Linked DNA regions of Mus musculus: regions 1, 2 and 3 are each linked to region 4. Evidence: chromatin contacts called from public HiChIP or PLAC-seq and promoter capture Hi-C data. All regions are on one chromosome and are shown on one strand. Each heading gives the region's core, a stretch centred on a gene start, on an enhancer-like site or on the middle of the called end of the contact. The rest is flanking DNA. Distances are from core to core; before and after follow the strand shown.

What was found. Promoter capture Hi-C pulls out the DNA fragments that hold promoters and counts their contacts. HiChIP or PLAC-seq counts read pairs in DNA pulled down with a chosen protein or histone mark.
Region 1: a promoter capture Hi-C map of hippocampal neurons shows a contact between it and region 4, with 6 times the contacts expected there. The contact joins the promoter of Tsnax here to the promoter of Ntpcr in region 4. A contact is called at or near these places in 3 of 39 promoter capture datasets (embryonic stem cells, hippocampal neurons and liver), 1 of 484 Hi-C or Micro-C datasets (embryonic stem cells) and 4 of 115 datasets of contacts at active chromatin or transcription factors (astrocytes, craniofacial prominence, embryonic forebrain and 1 more).
Region 2: an H3K4me3 HiChIP or PLAC-seq map of pro-B cells shows a contact between it and region 4, with 4 times the contacts expected there. The contact joins the promoter of Gnpat here to the promoter of Ntpcr in region 4. A contact is called at or near these places in 4 of 39 promoter capture datasets (hippocampal neurons, liver and pre-B cells) and 2 of 115 datasets of contacts at active chromatin or transcription factors (bone marrow-derived macrophages and pro-B cells).
Region 3: an H3K4me3 HiChIP or PLAC-seq map of bone marrow-derived macrophages shows a contact between it and region 4, with 5 times the contacts expected there. The contact joins the enhancer-like site here to the promoter of Ntpcr in region 4. A contact is called at or near these places in 17 of 39 promoter capture datasets (the 3T3-L1 cell line, 3T3-L1-derived adipocytes, cancer-associated fibroblasts and 10 more), 1 of 484 Hi-C or Micro-C datasets (embryonic stem cells), 6 of 115 datasets of contacts at active chromatin or transcription factors (T-cell acute lymphoblastic leukemia, bone marrow-derived macrophages, craniofacial prominence and 3 more) and 1 of 9 other capture datasets (liver).

Annotation. Positions count from the first base shown.
Region 1 is chr8:125,011,688-125,014,387 of GRCm38.p6, reverse strand. Tsnax (translin-associated factor X) reads right to left here and starts at 1,347. Exons shown (of 6, transcript NM_016909.3): 1 at 1,176-1,347; 2 at 774-878. The coding sequence starts at 1,191.
Region 2 is chr8:124,861,778-124,864,477 of GRCm38.p6, reverse strand. It overlaps Gnpat (glyceronephosphate O-acyltransferase), which reads right to left and starts at 1,445. Exons shown (of 16, transcript NM_010322.3): 1 at 1,166-1,445. The coding sequence starts at 1,240. It overlaps 2810004N23Rik (RIKEN cDNA 2810004N23 gene), which reads left to right and starts at 1,449. Exons shown (of 7, transcript NM_025615.2): 1 at 1,449-1,593. The coding sequence starts at 1,506.
Region 3 is chr8:125,104,085-125,106,803 of GRCm38.p6, reverse strand. All of the region lies in intron 3 of Disc1 (disrupted in schizophrenia 1), which reads right to left. Among named protein-coding and RNA genes, the nearest start is that of Disc1, 51 kb to the right of the region's middle. Within about 2 kb of position 1,268, at least 4 of the 459 cell types and tissues checked have an H3K27ac peak or open chromatin away from gene starts, as enhancers often do. A contact at or near this core is called in bone marrow-derived macrophages, where this site is marked.
Region 4 is chr8:125,732,837-125,735,683 of GRCm38.p6, reverse strand. It overlaps Ntpcr (nucleoside-triphosphatase, cancer-related), which reads right to left and starts at 1,481. Exons shown (of 5, transcript NM_025636.5): 1 at 1,335-1,481. The coding sequence starts at 1,368.

The DNA.
Region 1 (2,700 bases), core at 98-2,597, 720 kb after region 4:
ACACTTGGGAGGCAGAGGCAGGTGGATTTCTGAGTTCGAGGTCAGCCTGGTCTACAGAGTGAGTTCTAGGACAGCCAGGGCTACACAGAGAAACCTTGTCTCGAAAAAAAAAACAAAAACAAAAAAGAAAAAAACACAAAAACAAAAACAAAACTGTCCACACATTAGCTGGGACCCTTCTCTTTACAAGGTGCAACCTAATTCTTTCTTCCTAAATATGAAGCAGTTTTTACTTTGCGTTACTTTTAGCAAATGCAAAGTGGCAAACATCTATATCCCAAAGCCCTTGACTATGGTGGCCTATATTAACATTAGTAAACAGTAAAAAGTCCCACATAAAAAGCATTAAATGTTAAATAATATGGAAATATCTGCCACATTCTTACCAACTGTTCTGTATGTAACATCATCTTCACACTTACCATTTACTAGCACATATATTTATATTTAGAGTGTGTTAGATTGGTTACTAGACTGGCAAGACTTATTTTGAGGTAGCACTCTGCATAGAACAGGAACTATTAGTGAATCTCGTACATACATGTACACTGGTATTCTTGTTCTATTAACTTGGTCAAGTTATCCTGATATCGGAATGTTTAGAATACAGATTTTTTTTTTTTCTGGGCAGACCTAGCACCAACACGAAACATTCAGGAAAACTAAGCCTTACATCGGCATGGACTAAAGGCTCCCTAACCGACCCCACACCCGAACACTACGGCGACACGATTGTTACGGTTATGGTTCTAATTCTCCTAATGGAAACTTACATTTGAAGGCCAGCATCACCGGCGAAGACAAACTGGCATCCTTCCCCTCTCTCCTTTGGTTATGTGGGAAGGTGTCATGCTTCCTCTTCCTGAACCCTCCTGGTCCTTAGGCAGAAAAGAAGAGATGGATGGAGCCCTTGCGATGCCGCGCTAGCACAGCCCAGGCTATCCCCTTCGTCCCCCGGTACCCACAGGGCTCGACCTCTCCAGCCACACACAGGTCCCCAAACTCGTGCACTGGTGCAGGGGTCGCACAAAACGCGGCTTGAGACCCCAGGCACCCGGCTGCGCTCTGGGTCGGTCCGCAGGGTCCCCTGGGGGCGTGCGATGGATGGCACGGTGACAGCCGAGCACAGGGGCCAGGCCCTGCCAGCCCCTCCCCTCCACGCGCCGGCCCCGCACCTTCTTTGCCGTTCATGGCCGCGGGGCCTCGGCTTGCACGCGCAGGGATCGCAGCCGCCGGGCCAGCTCAGCGAAAGGCCGTCGCGGGACGCCGCGCTGAGCCCGTGGGTGACAGCGCACACCACCCTGGTCGCAGTAGGCGGCCGCCGGAAGCGGATCCTTCACGCAGCCTCAGCCGGGAGCTGCGTCCGCCGCGGAGTCCCCTCGGCCGCACACACTTCCGGCCCGTGTCCCACACCGCCTGGGCGGGCATGCGGGCGGGCGCGCTCCTGCAGCAGCGCACGTTTCCGGCCGGGCTCCCGGCGCGCTCCCTGTGCTGCACATACTTCCGGTCTGTGTCCCGGCTTCTCCCACGTCCAAGTGCCTACCCGGCGCTCTCTCTCAGTCGCGCATGCTTCCGGTGTGCCAGGTTGTGGTGCAAGCCGTTGAGTGCCTACCTGAGCTGTGTAGTCCTGTCGCGGGCAGCGGCCTCCTGTCCCCTCGCCTCTCTGAGCAGCCTCCTGCGTCCATGCATGCCCTTGGCATGTGCTGGGTGCGTGGCACCTGGAAGTGTCGCAAGGTCTTCGAAGAGAAGCAGCTTTGGAATAGATGGAAAGTTTGGTCACATTGTCAAGCCCTAAGGCTGTTGTTTGAGCACATGCTACCTCACCTAGCTAGTACCATTCCTTTGAGGCTTCCAGCAGCCCATTAGAGACCATGCTCAATTAAGATTACTTATTGAACAAAGCCCAACATCTTGAGTCAAGTTCAGCCATGTGCATGTTACAGACATTTTAGTCACACAGTCTGTTCTTGTTAACTTAGGAACAGACACACTTATGGAAATGATATACGTAGAATTAGCCAGTGAAGTCAAGGCCACAACAGCATCACAGGAGGGTCTCCCAGCTCAAAAATCAGGCCATAAGCTGTCACCATTGAATCAGCAAAAAGCTAGATGGTTTGGGCAGAGTCCTGCATGAAAAGGCTGTGGGGGAACAACAATGGATGAATGTTGGACACATAACCATCTTGAATTTCTGTGACTTCTGAGCCCACATTCACCAGTTGTCTTAGCGTTTGTATTCCTGCACAAAACATGACCAATAAGTTGGGGAGGAAAGGGTTTATTCAGCTTATACTTCCACATCGTTATTCATGCCAAAGGAAATCAGGACAGGGACTCACACAGGAAGGAACTTGGAGGCAGGAGCTGATGTAGAGGCCATGGAGGGGTGTTTCTTACTGGCTTGCTTCCTCTGACTTGCTAAGCCTGCTTTCTTATAGAACCCAGGACCACTAGCCCAGGGATGGCACCACCCACAATGGGCTGGGCCCTCCCCCCTTGATCACTAGTTGAGAAAATGTCTTACAGCTGGATCTCATGGAGGCATTTCCTCAAGGGAGGCTCCTTTCTCTGTGATAACTCCAGCTTGTGTCAAGTTGACACACAAAACCAGTATTCCACTATTTTTGACGATGTGGGGCTACAGGGATTGCTCAGTAGGTGAAGTACTTGCCCTGCAGGCATACAGGACCCAAGTAT
Region 2 (2,700 bases), core at 196-2,695, 870 kb after region 4:
ACCAAAAAGAAAAAAAAAAAAAAGAAAGAAAGAAAAGGAAAGGAAAGGAAAGGAAAGGAAAGGAAAGAAAAGAAAATGGTGTTAACTACTGGCATAGCATGGAAATACCCTTTGAAAGGCACTTTTGTCAAGAGTGGTGGTGTAGACTATAATCCTAGCTCTCTGGAGGTGAGGGCATGAGGAATGCAAGATCCAGAAAGCCTGGGGCTTCACAGCTAGTGCCAAAGCCAGAGAACAAACCAAGAAAATCTTGTTTCAAAAATAATTAATTAAGATTTTTTTTAACTCTCCCCCGAGGATGGAGAGATGGCACAAGGGTTAAGGGTCATTCCTTCAGCAACCACATTGGGGCAGCTCACAATCTGTAACTCAATTCCCAGAGCTGGCCTCTGATGCACCAGACACCTCGTGGTGCACATACACACATGCAGGTACACTCATACACATAAAAATAAGCAAATTCTCACCCCACCCCACCCGTAATTGTGCAAACCCACGGAGTGAAAGCACACGAAGTCTCCACCTTGATAATTGCTCGTGAATATTGTAAGTGACCAACACTCTGTTGGAAACCAAACGGGGCAAACCACCAGTTAAAACTAGAAGAGGAAGGAAGTGGGGGGCGGAAGGGGGTAGTGTAGAAGGTAAGTTGGACAGAAAACAGTGGCAATGGGTATCCTACTCAGAAACTTGTGCAAACATAACGAATAGAAGACAGTAATTTCCTGAGGTTCCAAGTAAGAGTTAAAAAAAAAAACTCTACGCGCATATTGTAGCCGAATATTTTTCTCTCTCAGGAATACTTAAGGTAGAGGGCTGGGGAGAAGGCGGGAGGTGGAGACCCAAAAGTCTTCTCGGGCTAGGTCAGGACTAAGATTACTACTCAACAGGCAGAACTCTAATGCTCCCCTCATGTTGTGTGCGGGGGCTCCCGGCCTGACGGGGAGAAGGGACAGAGGGACCGCCATCGATACAAACTTGTAAAAGCAGACGCGTTAACCGAGGCGCAGACACATGGTTGCCGTGGATACCAAGCCACGTACCCAACTGGGTTAGGACCCGCTCTTTAAGACAAGCAAGGGTCGTGGGCTGGGGACATAGGGATCGGGGAGGGACTGTCCTTCCCGCGACGTTGCCCTGGGCCTTGGTCCTCCCAGGCGCCTACCGCATAGAGGAGCACACTGCTAGGGCTGGCCGAGCCGACCGAGAATCGGGAGCTGGAGGAGCTAGGAACGTCCATGGCGCGGCTGCCGTCCCTGGCGGGGCCTGGGCTGGTCTGCTACACGGCTGTAGTGCAGCCGCTGGGGGCGGTTCTTTCGCACGGGGCGGCTCCCGTCTGCCCAGGACAGTGGCACTCCGTACGGCCACTGCACGGGACCCCGGGCACCGCCATCTTAACCAGGCCCGAGGCCGCGCAGGGACCGTGACGCACGCGCAGAAGCCGCGCCGGAAGCGGAAGTGGTGGGCACTGGGCGGGATCTGGGGGGGTCTCCGTGCTGATTCCCATGGCGGCGGAGCACGATTCGGACTCCGTTGAGCCTCCTGGTTCGGAGGCACTCCTGGACGCCGTTCTGCGGACCCTCTACGACCTGGGTGAGCGTAGCTCCTGGGAGGAGGCGGCCAAAGACAGTGAAACGCATCCCGAGGCGGCGGGACCACGGCCCACGTGGTCTCCTGGAGCCATGTCCGCAAGCGCTACCCTCTCCGGGACCTTCTCCCCCACTTGTTGGCCGACCTTTTGCTCTCCTTCTCACTGTGCAGGAAAATAAAATCAGAGATGGTTACTAAAGGCAGGCCACTCGCAGAAGGACAGGCACTGGCAGGCAGAAGAGCTCACGTTGATTGCCTGACTTTTAGAACCAGACACGTAACAAACGCTGTATTGTTTTTATTTTGGAGCGGTTGCTCAAAATTCCAAGCTCACTTACACGATTAAAAAGCAAAAGCAAGCTGAGAACTTGGAAGAACGTACCAGGTGTACATGTACATGCATTTTTGTGTGTTTCCCTCATTAACTGTCAGAGCAACCCATATATGTACACACATCTTCATAAAGGTCCTCCTTAAGAGCTCGAGTCTCAAGGTCTAGGGCCTGATGTCACATTCTGCGCTGTGTTAGGTTCTTTGTGTCCACCGACAACACTTGGCCTCCGACTTTCACAAGTTTGTTTGTTTGGGTTTTTTTTTTTTTTTTCTTTTTGGTTTTTCAAGACAGGGTTTCTCTGTGTAGCCCTGGCTGTCCTGGAACTCACTCTGTAGACCAGGCTGGCCTCGAACTCAGAAATCCGCCTGCCTCTGTCTCCCAAGTGCTGGGATTAAAGTCGTGCGCCGCCGCCACCACCACCACCTGGCTGACTTTCACAAGTTTTAAGACTAATTTTTAAAATCCTAGATACAGTTGATATTCACACATGCAGGAATTCATTACGGTAGTTACTTCCCAGCTACCTGGACTTTACCTATTCATTTTTATATCTATACTGGCAGAGTTACATTGGCCACAAGTACACAGCTAGTATTCAGAAAGCTCCTGGGCCCATACTGTAGGTCAGTACTGAGGCTTAGACGCCTGATTGAAATTTCAGATCACTGTTGAGAGTCTGAGCAGAAGAAACAAACTGAAGATGAGAAATAGAGTAGAAAGTAAAGGTATTCAAATTAAAGCAATTAAAGTTTAGCTGGATTCCCTTTAAATCCAAA
Region 3 (2,719 bases), core at 19-2,518, 630 kb after region 4:
CTACAATAATCCTGCAGGTACATGCCAGAGCCTTGCAGGGCAGGGTACAGTATCACTGACCACCCAGATCAATCAAGAGCTAGAAAGAGTATAGGCTGGGGAGGTGGTTTACTGGCAAACCGCTTGCATTGCAGGCATGAAGACCTGAGTTCAAATCCCCAGAATCTACATTAAAAGCTGAGCACAGGGGAACACACAGCCATCTTAGTGATGATGAGACAGAGACAGACAGACTCCTGAGAGCTAGCTGGCCAATGAGAGACCTGTCTCAAACAATGGAAATGCTAAGGGCTTGAGGCCTGACACCCAAGGGTGTCCTCTGACTAACTACCACATATGCAACATGCATGCACACACCTGCACCCATATGTGCAGCCACACAAGCATGTGTGCACACACACAAGGAAGGAATGCATGTGGTATCATGCACATCCATCTATCTGTCTTACGTTCTTCTATTGGACTGTTTTTAAAACTCTGAGGCAGAGCAGCAGAGATGTTTGTGAGCCCATGTGCCACCTGCAGAGCTATGGACAGAGTGTGTGGAGTGATGTCATCGGTGAGCTGTGGGCAGGGTGTTTGGAGTGATGTCATTAGTAGAGAGAACTTTCCTCCTGTGTTGACCACTCCCAAATGACATCATCTTTTCTGTTGTCTGAGAGGCTACACCCCTTCCTTGTCCCCTACGTATCCACAAAGAGAGGTGTCCCTGGAGCCCAGAGCTCACATGGACCCAGGGAGATGGACAGAATGTCACAGTTGGAGTGTCCAGGAGCCAGGCTGGGCAGCATAGCTCAGCATCCCTGCATTCTTGCTAGAGGCTAAGACCTTGAGTAATTCTCCCACACATTTCCTCTGGAGCCCCAAGCTTACAATGCAGGCCCCAAGAAAAAGCCTAAGTGCATGTTTGCCTTGGCTGGCGACCATTTTCATCAAAAGTACGCTGTCTGAGAAGGCAGCCACTAGCCAATGGGATGCTTAAAGTAACAAGAACACAAACACAAAGCCAGTGGTGTTTTGTTCTGTGTCTGTGTCCTTCTTCCTGGAGGTTATGGATACAGACTCCGCTAACCCACAGACAGTCGATTGTTCACTGACACCAGGTACAGCAAGCTTGTCACCATGCACTAGGGGTCCTTTGGGTGAGAAGACACAGCCTACTCAGCTTCCAGGAAAGAGAGAGGAAGAAGGGAGGGAAGGACAAAGGCAGAACTCGCATGGTTACGAAAGTCACCCGCCAAGGATGAGGGAGAGGCAAGGGGGAGCTATTGTGTGAGTCACAGTGTCTAGGGGCACCATGACATCATTGGTGGGACAAAATCACCAGACCAAGTTGTGTCATAAACCAGAATGAAGTCGGTACTTTTCAAGGTTTGCTCTGGGTGGACCATCAGAGAGGTTCATTTTAATCAGTGTTAACGTAGCCATGGGGCCATGTGTAAGTGACTCCTTGGGGTGCATGAGGCTTGGTAAGAAGAGTCAGCCACGGCTAGTGTGTCCACCACCATCGCACAGTATAGGAACGGGGAAAGCTGTTAGCACGCTACAGACCTGGCTCTGCATGTGAGCTGCTGCCTGCCCAGGGCTTAGGGTGAGCATGGACTGGCACCAAGAGAGGTAGGGCCCAGAGTACAGCTCTCTGTACTGTTTCCACTCTGACTTCTTCTGTTGTTCTGAGACGGAGTCTGCATGCGTAACCCAAACTATCCTAGAACACTGGATTCCCCTGCGTCAACTCTAAGAGTTGGGGTTATATGTGTGACGTTAGCAGCGACTGTCGTAGCGACTGTTAGTAGCGACTGGCAGGGCGTAGAATCCCTTGAACGCATGCCTCTGTCAGGCTGTCGGGGATTACTGAGATTGGATGAGTTTGACTGAGGTAGAGACACACACACTGACTAATTGACAAATAAGGAGGAGATAAAAGCCAAACACCAGCATCATCTCTCCCTGCTTCCTGACCACAGATGCACTGTGACTGGCATCATCTCTCCCTGCTTCCTGACCACAGATGCACTGTGACCGGCATCATCTCTCCCTGCTTCCTGACCACAGATGCACTGTGACCGGCATCATCTCTCCCTGCTTCCTGACCACGGATGCACTGTGACCGGCATCATCTCTCCCTGCTTCCTGACCACGGATGCACTGTGACCGGCATCATCTCTCCCTGCTTCCTGACCACGGATGCACTGTGACCGGCATCATCTCTCCCTGCTTCCTGACCACGGATGCACTGTGACCGGCTCCCTCAAACACCTGTTGCCATACCACCCACCATGATGGACCCAGGAACCGTGAGCCAGGACAAACCATTTCTTACTAACGCTGCTTATGTCTGGATATTCCGTCACAGCGACCAGAAAGGTCTAAGAGGGCAGCGGGCACCTACATGTGCCCTTCTCTATTAACTTTTCTAGATTGTTTTTTCTTCCTTACAAGAATATATGGACTGGAGAGGGGGCTCAGGGGTTAAGAGCACTAGCTGCCCTTCCATTGGATCCAAGTTCAGTTTCCAGCACTGGAACCAGGAGAATCTATCCCTGGGCCCAGTAACTAAGCAGGGAGCATGCAGTCAGGGTCCCCGGCCCCACAGAAACTGTGATTCCCCCAGGGAGGCTGTCATGGGTTGGCTGTGCCTGAATCCCACGAAGTCAAGCTTCCACTAAACCAAGCCATCACGGGGCTGCGGGGAGGGTAGCCTTCCCTCTGTGTGTGT
Region 4 (2,847 bases), core at 232-2,731:
CATAATCCTTATGGATTTTAAGCAAAAGTATGTATGTGCCAACAGCAGATGTTTGTGGCCTAGAACAATAAGGAACAAAGGTCCCACACTTAGCTCCTGAGGGTGGAGTTCCCTGGGGCTACCCCCGCTTTTTGTCTTTTATTATTTACATCCCAAACACTGCACACATACACACACCCCACCACCAACAAAAAGCCTGTCACTTTAACATTTCACTTTAGCTCTCATACCAAGCAGGCAGCACTTTTATTATAAGGGGAGGGGAGTATATTTATGGGCCAGCAAGACGGCTCAATGGGGCAACAAGAACCAACTCCTCAAAGTTGTCCTCTGACCTCCACACCTGCGCACACACTCACATACGTAAATAAATGCAACTTTCAAACTCCATATATCCGTATTTCCAAACAGACAACACACAGCAGCCCAAGAGCTCTTGACCCAGAGGCTATCTCCTCACAGGGATTGTTATGTTAAAAACAGCTGAGCAAGCCAGACAGTGGTGGCCCATGCCTTTAATCCCAGCACTTGGTAGGCAGAGGCAGGTGGATTTCTGAGTTGGGGCCAGCCTGGTCTACAGAGTGAGTTCCAAGACAGCCAGGGCTACACAGAGAAACCCTGTCTCAAAAACCAAACCAAAAAAAAAAAAAACCAGCTGAGCAAAGCCCCCTCTGAGATGACTTACAGATGCTGGTCAATATTTAGGAAGAGGCTGAGAGGCAGTGGTGCTGACAAAGGGTGCTTTCTTTTTAAAAGTCTCGCTAACTTGCTGGAGAGGGGCTTAGAAAGCCAAACCCTTTGGGATGTTAGTGAGACACACTGGAGTGGGGCCTGTAGCGCAAGGGGCGAAGCATTACTAACTCTTGAGACAGGAGGCAGGGGTGTAGAGGTGCAAATCCGGGACTGACAGTACTCCCAGGTTCTCCTCGGGGAGGAGGGGAAAGCCTGTGAGTCCGGTGTTCACTAAACCTCTTATGAACATAGGTATTGATGATGGCTCCGGGTGAACCCTACAGCAGGAAGCTGGGGACCCAACTGCACCCTGATTTCAAATGCAGGGCATGCTGTGCAAGGCCGGCGCGCCTCCAACTGCGGCCCCCTGCTCCTCCCCAAAGCCTCTGCCTGTTCAACTGACTCTAAAGTCTACAGAGTACACCTGGGCCTCAGTGGCGCGAGACCCGGGTGACAACCGGTCCTTGGGGACATGTAACCGGTGCTCCCCAGTCCTCCTGGCCTTCCCTCTCGCCGGGTTGCGATACACCAAGCCAGGCCGGAGACCGGACAGAGGTCCAGGCGCTCTACCTCCCCGCCAAGTCCCGCAGGCTCTGGGTCACCTGGAGGCCCGGTGAGGAACACGTGCCGCGACATGTGCGTGGGGGTCTGGGTGCGGGGTGGTCCAGAGCGGGGCGGTCGGGGGTCAGAATGGGCGGCCAGGCTCCACCCCTTACGCTGAAGGCCACGCCCCTGTCGGCAGGGAAAGCACCGCCCCGCCCCGTGGTCGCGCATGCGTTTCCAACGCTCCCCCCCCCCCCTTCCCGACACACAAGGCGCACGCGCATTCTTCCCTACTCCTGGTGCTATGTGGCAGTGGCTGGCTGTAAGGTCTGGGAACAGTCCTATGTGCCAGACTCACGTGAGGTGTCTGCACGGATGCATTCGTGGAAATTCCAGATACTTGGCCGTTGCTACTTAAGTATCTGAGTTCTGTCCCTGAGACCCTCACCTCAGGCTGCAAGTGAGCTCCTATGTAGCAATAGAAACCCTCCTTGAAGGAGCAGCCGTTGGTGGGATTTGAACTCCGTGTACAATGTTCACTTGGCTGCGGAGCAGTCAGCTGGAGAACAGCTAACCTCAATTTATCCTGGCCTCCACCTCCCGAGATGAATATCTGAGACAAGGTAGTAAGAGTCTAAAGATCTGATTAAGCTTTTTTATTGCAACCTGGAAGTAGAAGGAGCTTCCAGTGACCTGACCTGAGCGGCAGAAACGGCAGAAAGAGTTGTGGAAAGCAGAAACAAGAGCAAAAGCGAGGCTTCTCTCCGCAGAGTTCTCCCCTTCCATTGCTGAAAAAGAACTTCCTCACTGACTTCATTCAGCTGACTGGGACGCCCATGCTCGGGGGAAACTAGCCCAAAACAGTTTTTTCAAAGCCAGTTTGATGGTCATCTTAGTGATAGTGCCTTGATTCCATTTTGGCCCGATCTGGACTGCTAGGGGCTCACACAGCAGCTTGGCCCAAAGCGATGGCCTCCTTTAGACTGGAGTAACTGGCATTGGTCCGGAGAACTTGAACCTGTTTGCAGGAGGTTTTCAAGCTTGCCCACGTTGCAGACCTCTGATGCAGGCGGACTTCCTATCCCCAGCCATGCACCGAATCCCTCATCTCTGCTCCATACCTCCACACTTGTCTATCAACCCACAACTGCCTTACCCAGAGAAAGTGGATCCTTACCTCAGTTAGCCTCGAGACTCATTCCACCAGCAAATGAAGTGGCAGTGGCTTTTGCCCGCGATGTACCTGTAGACCCTTCTAGTCGAGCATGCGTGCAGTTGGGCTTGTGCTCAGTCACCCTCCATTCTGGATGAGAAAGCCATTTCCAGGAATCCTTACCTTTAATTGGTTTGCGAATGTAATATACATACACACATTCACACACACACACACACACACACACACACACACACACACACACATTTTTGGACTCCTTTCAGCAGGCAATATATGCCAGTTTAACAGCTCAGTTTCCTGCTGTTTAAATCACCTAAAAAGATTGGCAAGCCACACCTGCCACTGTCATCTCAGTGTTGTTTATAGCCCTGTGTTACTCTAATGGAGTATTATTACTT